Regions from separate parts of the Oryctolagus cuniculus genome. Here region 1 is linked to region 2. A link is a contact called in public Micro-C data. All regions are on one chromosome and are shown on one strand. The core of a region is the stretch at or near the end of the contact, and the rest is flanking DNA. Distances in the headings are between cores, read along the strand shown.

Region 1 (4,841 bases), core at 2,326-4,825, 71 kb after region 2:
GTTGGTGGTAACTGTGTTTGCTTTCTTATGTAGCTAGCATTTAGTCCACTAAATACTTGAAAGAAAAGCAACAGCAGAAAGTGTTCACCCACCACTTTAAAGAAGGGAGAAGAGAATTTAAGAATCCAAAGTTATTTATGACTATTTCAGATAAAGATATAGCCAAGCAATTAAACTTGGCATGTGTTAGTATGTTGGTTATAAGAAACCAACATAAAATCATTGTCAAACACAGCAATATGGTTCTGTTATCTGTTTAAAACTTTCACAATGTGAACAAACTAATCTTTCAAAAGATAAATCTAATATTTGGACATACGATTGGTTATTTCCTTTAAAGTATTTCATTTGCTGATTAATTCTAAGTACTCTTCCAGAGAGTGAGGAAATAGCGGAGGACGAGGAAGGCAGAGTCCCTTTCATGGAGCTCACATACCCAAATGTGAAGGAGAAATCCAAATATATAAATAAGCTGATAGCTTCCATATCAAGTCAGTGAAGGGATAAGTGGCATGGCAAAAAGAAAAGCCAGGGAAGGAGGACGGGGAACATCCAAAAACAGGGAATGTCGTTTTCTTTGGAGCGGTCAGGGAACACATCCATGATTCGGACCACTGCAGGCGAAACCCATAGGTCACACGCTTAGGGAAGGATCCCACTCCAGGCAGAGGGCACAGCAAAGAGAAAAGCCCAAGGCAGAGGCACCCTGGGGTGTCTGCAGAAGAGCAAGGGCAAAGTGGCAGAGGTCAAATAAGAGGAGCCACACTCTACTACCTTTCTCTAAGAAAAGCTGGATCTAGCTTAAGTTCATGTTAACCTTCATTTCCATAAAGTACAGCAAAAATTCTTCATTGAACTTCTCTCTCATTCTGTTTTCTATTTGTAAAATGTGGATGATGATAGTACCTCCCAGGGTTGTTGTGAGGACAAAATGATTCACTAAATGTAAAGTATAATTAAAACAGTGTCTAGCACACAGTAAACCACGGATGGCTAGTGATTATTACTGTTATCATCATTATCATCTCTTTATTCGCGGCAATATCAATAATTGTCTTTTTCAGAAGGCAGTATTTTTTCCCCCGCACTGACCATTAATTATTAAGGGAGTTTCATTACACATGCTGTTAGGATGTTAGGTGGGGCCACGGTACGTGGTGGCTCAAGCACAGAGGTTCATGTCAACAAAGGTCTTACAAGAAAGTTTAACATAGCAAACAACTGGAATTTGGAATGTAATACCTTGATCTAGAATTAAAATTAGTATGATGTCATATTCACACACTCACTTAAGTTTTGCTTGATTTTTGTCCTTAGTTTGCTCTCATGACTGCCCAGAATTCTTGGATGCTTGCAGTGTCTTTCACATTCATTTGCAACATGTGGAGTGAATTGATTCCTTGTTTCTCAATTACAACCATCATGGAATCAAGATTAATAACCTGCTCGGTGAGTTTTGTCCACTCTGGAATCTGGAGCCTTTGTACTCACTGCGGCCTGTCAAGCTCTTAGCCACTCTTTCTAAGTCAAGGGCAGCACCAGTCCAGGGAGCCTACCTGTCCTTGGGCAGCCCTCGCCTGCTTCCAGGATTGCTTCCCCGCTCCCAGGCATTTAATCATGGTGAAGAATCTCAGAGAGGACTGAAAGTGCCCTGCCATGTCCCTCATGCCTGGCACATTGCAAATCCTCAATAAATGTTTGTGGTAGGAATAAAAATAGGATCGGCCTCGTGGGACAATGCTGCAGCCTCCTATGCAGACGGCCATGGAAGCAGGGTTGAGAGGAAGAGCACCTGTTGTGCGTGTCCCTGTGGAGCTGGGTTCCCACCTCCACTGCTCACATGGAACACGTGCCCTCACAATCACTCCAGTCACCTCAGGTCACAGGATATCTGGGAGGTTCTGCCTTAGGCATGACGTTTTTGCAGCCATTACATTTGGTTCCATCAGTTACCACCAAGGTGAGGGAAGATTATGCTTTAAAAAAAAATGTGTAGAATTTTTATTCCTGGACCCACTTGTCTTTCTCTCAATATTCCTTCAAAAAACACAGAGGGGGTCCATTCTGTATCAGAAAGATACCTAGGAAATGCAGAATTGTGGAACTTGAAATCTAATTCGAATAAACAAACACGACCAGGTAAACATGGCACCAGAACTCCAAATGCCCAAAGGATAATATCCTATGTGCCACAGGATGTCAAATAGGATGATCGGTTTTCAGTGCGAGAACAGGAAGGCTTCAGAACATTTCAACAGCAGAATGGTTAGGTGTCAATGCCTACTGCAATTCTAACATGACAGTACTATAGCATCTGCGAAGTGTGTTTCATCATTAACCCAGTATACAGTTATGCTCTGATTTCTCGTTTATCTGTTGTTCCTTATCCTCTAAAATCATGATCCTGAACCACTTTCACCAAGAAGTATTTATTGATTAAAAAAAAAAAAAGCCAAGTCAGCGTGTCAGGATGATTCAGAGTACATGCTGGGACATCGTCAGGGAATTCAGTGTGGATATTGCCCTTTATTCTTTAGTTTTTTTTTTTTGCCAAACACAACCACCTGTTCCTTATTCCAGATTTTTGACGTTCTCTCAGTTAATAACTGTGTGTATTCTATTGTAAAAATGAACTGCTACCTTCCTCTGAGAATGTTTTCAAATATCACACTCACTCTGATATTGAAGAGGAGTGCAGTATGGCAAGTGTTTCACATATTTTGAAAAGATTTAAGGGGAGAAGGAGGTTGAGGGACTTCTCCAAGTTCCTGTCCCACAAATGTTCCCACTTATCGGCTCATATTCGTGGAATACTCGCTGAAGATTGTCCTTGGGAAAGTGTTTCCAATATATACAGTACTCTACTCAATACGAACTCTGTCCTCCCCACTTCCCACCTATGATGAGACCCCACCGGACGAATGGTTTAATTTGGTCATCTGTTTGCCCCCCACCCTGGCCCTCTACCCCGAGTCCCATGCTCAGGAGCATTTAATGGTAAAAACGGAGAACCACACTGCGGGTGTTGGGCGCCTTCCAGGTGCCAGGAACTGTGCATAACAACTAATCTTTTGAGGAATTTGCTTTTCTCAAAATAAGAATCCATTTTAGACATTTCAAATTTGGCATAAAATTTATCAGCTGAGACAGTTTTAAAGTTTGGCCCCAAATGCACTTTCTTCGGTTTCGAAAACGAGAAGGGTGGGGTACGAAGGTCGACGAAGTGAGTTGAAGACCAGAATCCTGCCTGCAGAGACTTCAGTGTCTACCCGACCCACGTCCAGTTTAACAAGGGTTGAGGACCTGCTCCCTGCTGGAAGGTGTAAATGGTGACTTTTCCCCAGAGTCGCCCCGCCTGCCCCGCCACCAGCCGCCCAGACGGCCCGACGCGTCGCCAGCCGCAGAGAACAGGGTCGGGCCGGGCGCCGCTGACAGCCGAGCCCCCGCCCGCGAGCCACCGCCCCCACCTGCAGGGGACGCCCGGGCCCCGCCCCCGGCAGCGCGGGCCAATGGGCTGGGCCCCGGGGGGCGGGCCGCGGCGGGCGGGAGGCGGGGGCGGGGCGTGCGCGGCCAGCGCGGTCGTGGCGGTGGCTGCAGGGGCGGCGGCGGTTTGGCCGGGGTGTCCGCGGGCCGTGCGTGGGGGATGGGGGTGGCGGGCTCCAGCCCTCGGCGGCGGCGGCGGCGGCCGTGAGCGCAGGGCAGGCGTCCGCGTCCGGGACGCGGGATCGAGCGCCATGGTGAGTGTGCGGCGGAGGCGCTCGCTCCGGGCTGAGGTCGCCCTCGGCGGCTACCCGCGAGTTCCCGTCTGGGGTTCGGGCCGCGCGCGCGCTGCTGCCCCGAGCTGAGACGGCTGCGGGCTGCGGGCTGTGCTGGGGGCCGGGGTCCTCGACGAGGGGCGCGTGGGGCGAGGCGGGCGTGGAGGAACTTGAGGGACGCTCCAGGCGTCGGCGCCGGCCGCGGGGAGAGGCTGCTGGGGCGGACTCCCCTCAGCCTGCCGCCCCTCACCTCTGGCTGGCCGGCCGCCGGCCGCGCTCCCCTGCGGCGTCCAGGGGCGCAGCTCCCCTGTCCCCCGCTGGTTTCCTTCGCCGAGTCTCACGTCGGTCTTCCTCACCGGAGACCTCTTTGGGGACTTTGATGATGTTGTCTGAAGTTGCAGTCTGACATACGCCAAGGCTGGGGTGGGGGTGGGGGACAAAACAAAAAACAGATCTTTCTTGGTCCATTTTTATTTATTTTTATTACACTCCACCTCACCTAGGCCTTGGCTATTGATTACTTTGGGGGCTGCGGGAGGGGGTGGGGATGAGACTTAAAGGTGCAAGACCAAAACCCCTCCCTTCCTTTCCGGTGCTAGTGTCCCCCGCGTGCGCCCCTCACCGCTCCCAACCCTCCCCCAGCCCCCTTCCCCACCACGGCTCTAGACGGAGTCGGGTGCTCTACAGAACAGGAGTTCTGCGGAGTTTCTCCCTGTGAGTCTGTTTCCTTGGACGTCCCCGGGCTGGTGTTGACACCCGCCGTCCCAGGACAGGCCTGCTGCCCCAAACCGTGGCCGAGCGCGCTCTCTGACCCTCCTGACTGTGTAGCGTTGACCTCGCGTTTTCTCCACTAACCCTCTTCAGAGCCCGGGGCTTGGGGTCTTTGATATCCTGCGTTCTAAGGTGGATGTTTTTGGACGCGGTTGTTAGGACGTGTTGGGAGCTGACAGCCAGGAAGGTTTTGTTCTACATCTGCCTTTCTCTTTCCTGTCCTTTGGGCACCAGCTTCACCTCCTACTCGGTTTGAGCAAGTGAATTCCCTGTTCAGGAAGAAAGTGAATGTGTAGAATGAGTAAACAAAGCATA
Region 2 (5,315 bases), core at 988-3,487:
TCAGCTCCCCAAGACTGCTTCTTGGGTGCCCTCTTGGTGATGACTTCTCATTTTGAATAAATCTGAGATGGGGATTCTTTGGATCAGCAAGCACCATACAGCGACTGTGGGGAAGAGCCTCTGGTCCTCCTGTCACAGATGCCCAAGCATCTGTGTGTGTGCCCTGAGTCAGCTCCTTGAGGATGTTGGGTTAATCTCGCCCAGTTCATCAATCACTTTCTCCCCAGATGTTAATTCCTTTTCGCAGAATATGTTGGCAATGCTGACAAATGCTTCCTTATTAGTCTTAGTGTGGTGAACAAAATGTAGAAATCCTCTATTAGGATTTTAATCAAGAGGCTGCTTTGCTTGTTTGTGGAACTCCCAGGTATTTGGTAATTTTACCCTCGTTGCTGTATACCAGTATGTACTTTAAACGTCTGGGAGTGGGCGTGTGGCAGAGTGGTTAAGATGCTGCTGGGAGTGCCCTTATCCGAGTGTCTGCGTTTGAGTCCAAGCTCTGCTTCCAAATCCAGCTTCCTGTTAATGTGCACCTCTGGGAGGCAGCAGGTGATGGCCCAGGTGCTTGCGTCCCCGAAGTACACTTGAGAGATGAAAGTTGACTTCCAGACTCTTGACGCTGGCCTAGCCCAGCTCTGATTGTTGCAGGCATTTGGAGAGTGAACCAACAGACAGAGTCTCTCTCTTTCTCTCTCTCTTTCTATCTCCCTTTCAAATAATTAAAAATAAATGCAAACATTTTAAACATGGCAATTGCTCCTGAGTTCCAAGGGAAAGCCTAGCAAGCTTCCGCCTGGGGCGCGGCTCACTGCCTGAAAGGTACTGGATTTCCTGGGCTCTGACTTCCGCCTGGCATCTCCCAGGGGCCTCGCTAACCTCTGCAGCCCTCTCTTCCCACTCGGGGGTTGTCTCTTCTGGAATCCTCTGGATTTATTGGAGGGGAATTCCTAATTGCCTTTCATTTATCACTCTGCTGACATTGTTTCTATTTCTGATACATGTTTATTGGCCTCAAGAGGGCAAGACCAAAACATCAAACTAAAATAAATGAAAATAAAACGTAGTTTAATTCTTCAAGTCCCTGAACCTGCTCCCTCACCTGCAGTCACTTGAAAGTAATTAGGGAATCTTTTATTGCTGTGGCTTTTTCCAGGCCCTGCTTCTTGCACTATGCTCTAGAGGCTTCTCAGTGCACTTTTACACCCTCTCGGTGCTGTCTCAGAACCTCCTCCCTCTTCCTTCTTTCTTGTGGTCTGTCTTCCAGAGTTGGGAGCCTTGTGTCTCTCCCGTGGCTATTTAGTCATTCTCTTCCACGTGATGCCGCTTCGCTTATTCGTCTGAGCAGTGGATTCATTTCCTGGACACAGGGGACTTTTAAGAATCTTTAATTTGCTTTATTATCCACTTTGCCCGGGCCACCAGTCCTTTGTAATGGTATCTGGTTCTTCTAATCCTGTTTAGCATCCCCTCGCTGCCCCCGCCCCCACTCTCAGCTGCAGCACTGCCTTTCCTTCCTTTCTCTCCAAGCTTTTAGCATCGTGGGTGATTAAGGCCCGGCTTCCTTTCTCTGCCAATTGACTTTCAGGATGAAAGTGAAAAACAAACAAGTTCATTTGGGGCTCACTGAAAAGCTTTGTCCCTCGTGCTGATATTCATGTGTGATAAACACATCGATTTGAAAAATAAGTTCTTATTTTCACAAAACAATCACACTTCAATCCACTCCTGGGTATCGAACGCTTTGCCCTGCTAGGTAATCTTGGTAGTCATTGAAATGGTCTTTAAACATGTACATGTTTTCCTCTTAGAAAGTCATTGCCTTTGCATGAATACTTTGCTCATGGTGTCAAATCACCTACACTTGCTCATCAATACCGCCTTGAGTATTTCTTCTAATGTCTCCAGTGGAAACATTTTGCTTCGCAATCCAAGCTTAAACTCTCATCATTTTGTGGGCACGGGGTTGGGGGTGGGGCGCGGAGGGAAGATGAGTTTTTCTAACTGTGCAGGCATTCTTGTCTGGAATTGCTAATATTCACGGGACAACCTCTAAGCTGCACAAATAGAAACGTCGGCCTTAGAATTCGCCCCTCCGAGGTGTGAAGGGGTTAAATTAGGAGCCGCAGCAACAACACAAAAAAGCTCCGAGAAGCTCTAAGAAGCCGGCATTCCTAAGGCAGCGTCTCGCCCCGGGAGCCCCTGGCCCGGCCGGCTCAGCTCGCGGCCCCGGTTCCTCCCATTGTAATGCATTCTGTATTCCTTCCTGCGCCTCTGCCTGGGCTAATTGTCGTCTTCCCACACTCCGGGGTTGTCATTTCCTCCAGTTGCCACCTTCTCCCTATGGCAGCACCTCCGGGGCTCTTTCTGAGCGCGCTTCAGCTCCGCACCGGCTCGCGGTGACCCCGGAGCCCGGCTTCCCGCGCTGGCCCGAGCCTGCCCATCGCTCCAGTCCATTCCTCTGAGGCAGCTGCGTGCAAGCCCGCCCACTGGAGGCCACTGTCACCCAGGGCCCGTGTGCACGCTGCCCGCCGCCCTGGGCCGGGAACGGTCCCAGCAGCGCCGTTGGGGGAAGCGGCCAGGACTTGTCCTCTGTCCCCCTCATCACCCTGACGCCCAAGCAGCATTTGGCTTCACGTAACCCTCATTTTGATCTTCTGGAGAAAACCCAGCAAGGGAAATTCTCCTGAATTTTCTACAATCACCAACCATGCTTACAAAAAAAAAAAAATACCATTAATTGGGGAATGTGAAGGGAGGGAAGATGACACAATCACACTAGCTCTAGGCTGCCAAGCTGTTTCATTTCAGCCGTGCAGAAGTGATTCTTGGGCTAAGGAAGCAGAGTACAGGCCTTTGTTTTAGGACCTGGGTTCTGATTACACCTGACAGGGCTGAAACTTGACTCCCACCGGGCTCCGGGGCGCCTTATCAGCCACCAGCCGTGCTACAGCAGGGCTGGGACCCAACTTGTCACTTTGATTCCTTTTGTATACTGCTTAGGATGGCAACAAAATCCAAAAACACAAAGTTCTTTCTTTCTCCCTAGAAATTAGCTCCCCGGGGGAGTTCTCCTGACCATCTTTTTAATTTTTGTAGGGGTCTGTGTGTTTTCTTCTCAAGGTCTTGTGGAGGTTCTCATAGTTTAAGGATATTCACATTTAATAAAACGTCTGCCCGAGAAAAAGACCTGTGGAACCTGAGCCGTGGTGGCGGTTTTGTGGTATTTGGATTCGTGTCTATGAAAATATTTGTACCCACATGACAGATTGTTCGGCGCGTTCATCCCAGACCGAAAACCTAAAAATAATTCACACACACAAGATCATCATTAAGTTTTTTTTTCCTCCCCCGCAGTCATCCAGCATGAGTAATGGTAAAAACAACAGCCAAAACAGTAAGATTACTGTGTTGAGTGCTTCATGCATTGTCAGGTAGGTACAAACACTTCAAGCAGTGCCGAAAATACTTTCGCTCTCTGAATAATGCATACCCGAAGTCTAACTCACCTGGACTCCTTACCAAGTGTACATATTTTCTAAAAAACAAAATCATGCTGTAGTTGGAGAAAGCTCTGTGGAGTGACCTGCCTGGGACTGGATGGGGAAGGAGCCAAATCAAACACTCAGCCAACAGCCTGGTCATTAATCCAAAAATGACTTTTTCTCTGCAGGTTAATTTCATTTTTTAAGTCAATGCTCCACTCTCTACTCTAGTGGGTGGGGAGATATGTCATGGAAACAACCCAACAGGAGAAGAGAGGTGTGAATTCATCCTGGACTGGGAAGTAAGAGTTTCTGGGAGGCTTATTTGTGTTGCACACCTTGGCCGTGCTCCGCGGGAGCTGGGCTCTCCATTTATTGTCCTGCTAGAGCACAGAGGGGCTGTTTTGTTGTTGCTGCTGTTGTTGTTTTGTTGCTTTTCTGAAGGAACTCTGGCCCCTGCCCGTGCATACCCCTGCCTCTGCCTCTTGGTAGAGGTTGCTCCTAGCAGTTGCCAGCCCGGACTGGGAACCTTTGTTTTCACAAGAGGATGCCCAGGCTCCTAGGTGGAGCTACGCAACGAATCAGGAAAACAGAGTCAGGACACGGCGGGTGTCTGCCGCGTGATGTATCTCAGATCTCGCGGAAGCTTGACTGGAGGAAAGAACAGTTGGGGAGGATGCGGTCCATCTTTCTCCCGCAGACTTGAGCTTTAGCCCTGGATCAAATCTGGTCACTGAAGAGCCTCACATCTGAACTGTGTCCCTTTGTCCAGGACCTCACTCTGACACTTGACTGAATGAAGGCTGCCTGAGCGACACCGTAAGCAGCAGCTGGTGGGAACTCACTGGCTCCCAGCGGCACGCACGACCTCAGTGTCCTTTTGGAGAAGGCGCGGGAGAAACTTTGTTCAGGTCTTGAGGCTCCTGAGCCCCTGAAACGCATCTGTAAAACCTGTGGATCCTATCGCCAGTCTGCTTCCTCACGGCTCAGAGCCAAATTTGTGGTTCCTCTTTAGCTTGAGTTCATAGGGTTGGCAATTCTGTGTGGTGGCTTTGCTTCTGGCTTCACTTCACCACCCCATCCTTGTCTCTTTGCTTTGTTTCTTCTATTTTGTGCACTTTTATTTATTATATTGCATGATTTTGATAGTCACCTAAGAAGCTTGTTGAAAAGAGGATGCATTGCATTAATAAATCATTTTTATGACATTTTCTGAGCACATAGCAATAACAATATCCTCTGGGGGCAGGCACTGTGGTGTAGCCAGTGGCACCATCTCTTGGGACAACAGCATCCCATTTAGGAGCACTGGTTCTAATCTGGGCTACTCCACTTCCGAGGCAGCTCCCCACTAATGGGCCTGGGAAACAGCAGAAAACGGCTCAAGTACTTGGGTTCCTACCACTCATGTGGGAGACCAGGATGGAGGTCCTGGCTCCCGGCTTCAACGTGGTCCAACCCCTGCTGTTGCAGCCATATGGAGAGGAACCTGCAGATGGAAGATCACTCTCTGTCTTTCATTCCCTGCCTCCCCTGCCCACCGTGCCACTCTGCTGTTCAAATGAACAAATAAATAAATAAATCTTTTTTTTTTTTTTTAACAGGCAGAGTGGACAGTGAGAGAGAGAAACGGGGAGAAAGGTTTTCCTTTTCCGTTGGTTCACCCTTCAATGGCTGCTGCGGCCAGCGCACCGCGCTGATCCGAAGGCAGGAGCCAGGTGCTTCTCCTGGTCTCCCATGCGGGTGCAGGGCCCAAGCACTTGGGCCATCCTCCACTGCCTTCCTGGGCCACAGCAGAGAGCTGGACTGGAAGAGGAGCAACCAGGACAGAAT

Evidence for each region. Hi-C and Micro-C count contacts between places; a contact is called where the count stands out from the background.
Region 1: a contact with region 2 is called in a Micro-C map of ear pinna, with 4 times the contacts expected there. The contact joins the promoter of ARHGAP29 here to the enhancer-like site in region 2. A contact is called at or near these places in 5 of 6 Hi-C or Micro-C datasets (ear pinna, embryonic fibroblasts, psoas muscle and 2 more).

Annotation. Positions count from the first base shown.
Region 1 is chr7:76,414,100-76,418,940 of mOryCun1.1, forward strand. ARHGAP29 (Rho GTPase activating protein 29) reads left to right here and starts at 3,576. Exons shown (of 23, transcript XM_051857470.2): 1 at 3,576-3,737.
Region 2 is chr7:76,344,899-76,350,213 of mOryCun1.1, forward strand. No RefSeq gene overlaps it. Among named protein-coding and RNA genes, the nearest start is that of ARHGAP29, 70 kb to the right of the region's middle. Within about 2 kb of position 2,238, at least 4 of the 8 cell types and tissues checked have an H3K27ac peak or open chromatin away from gene starts, as enhancers often do. A contact at or near this core is called in ear pinna, where this site is marked.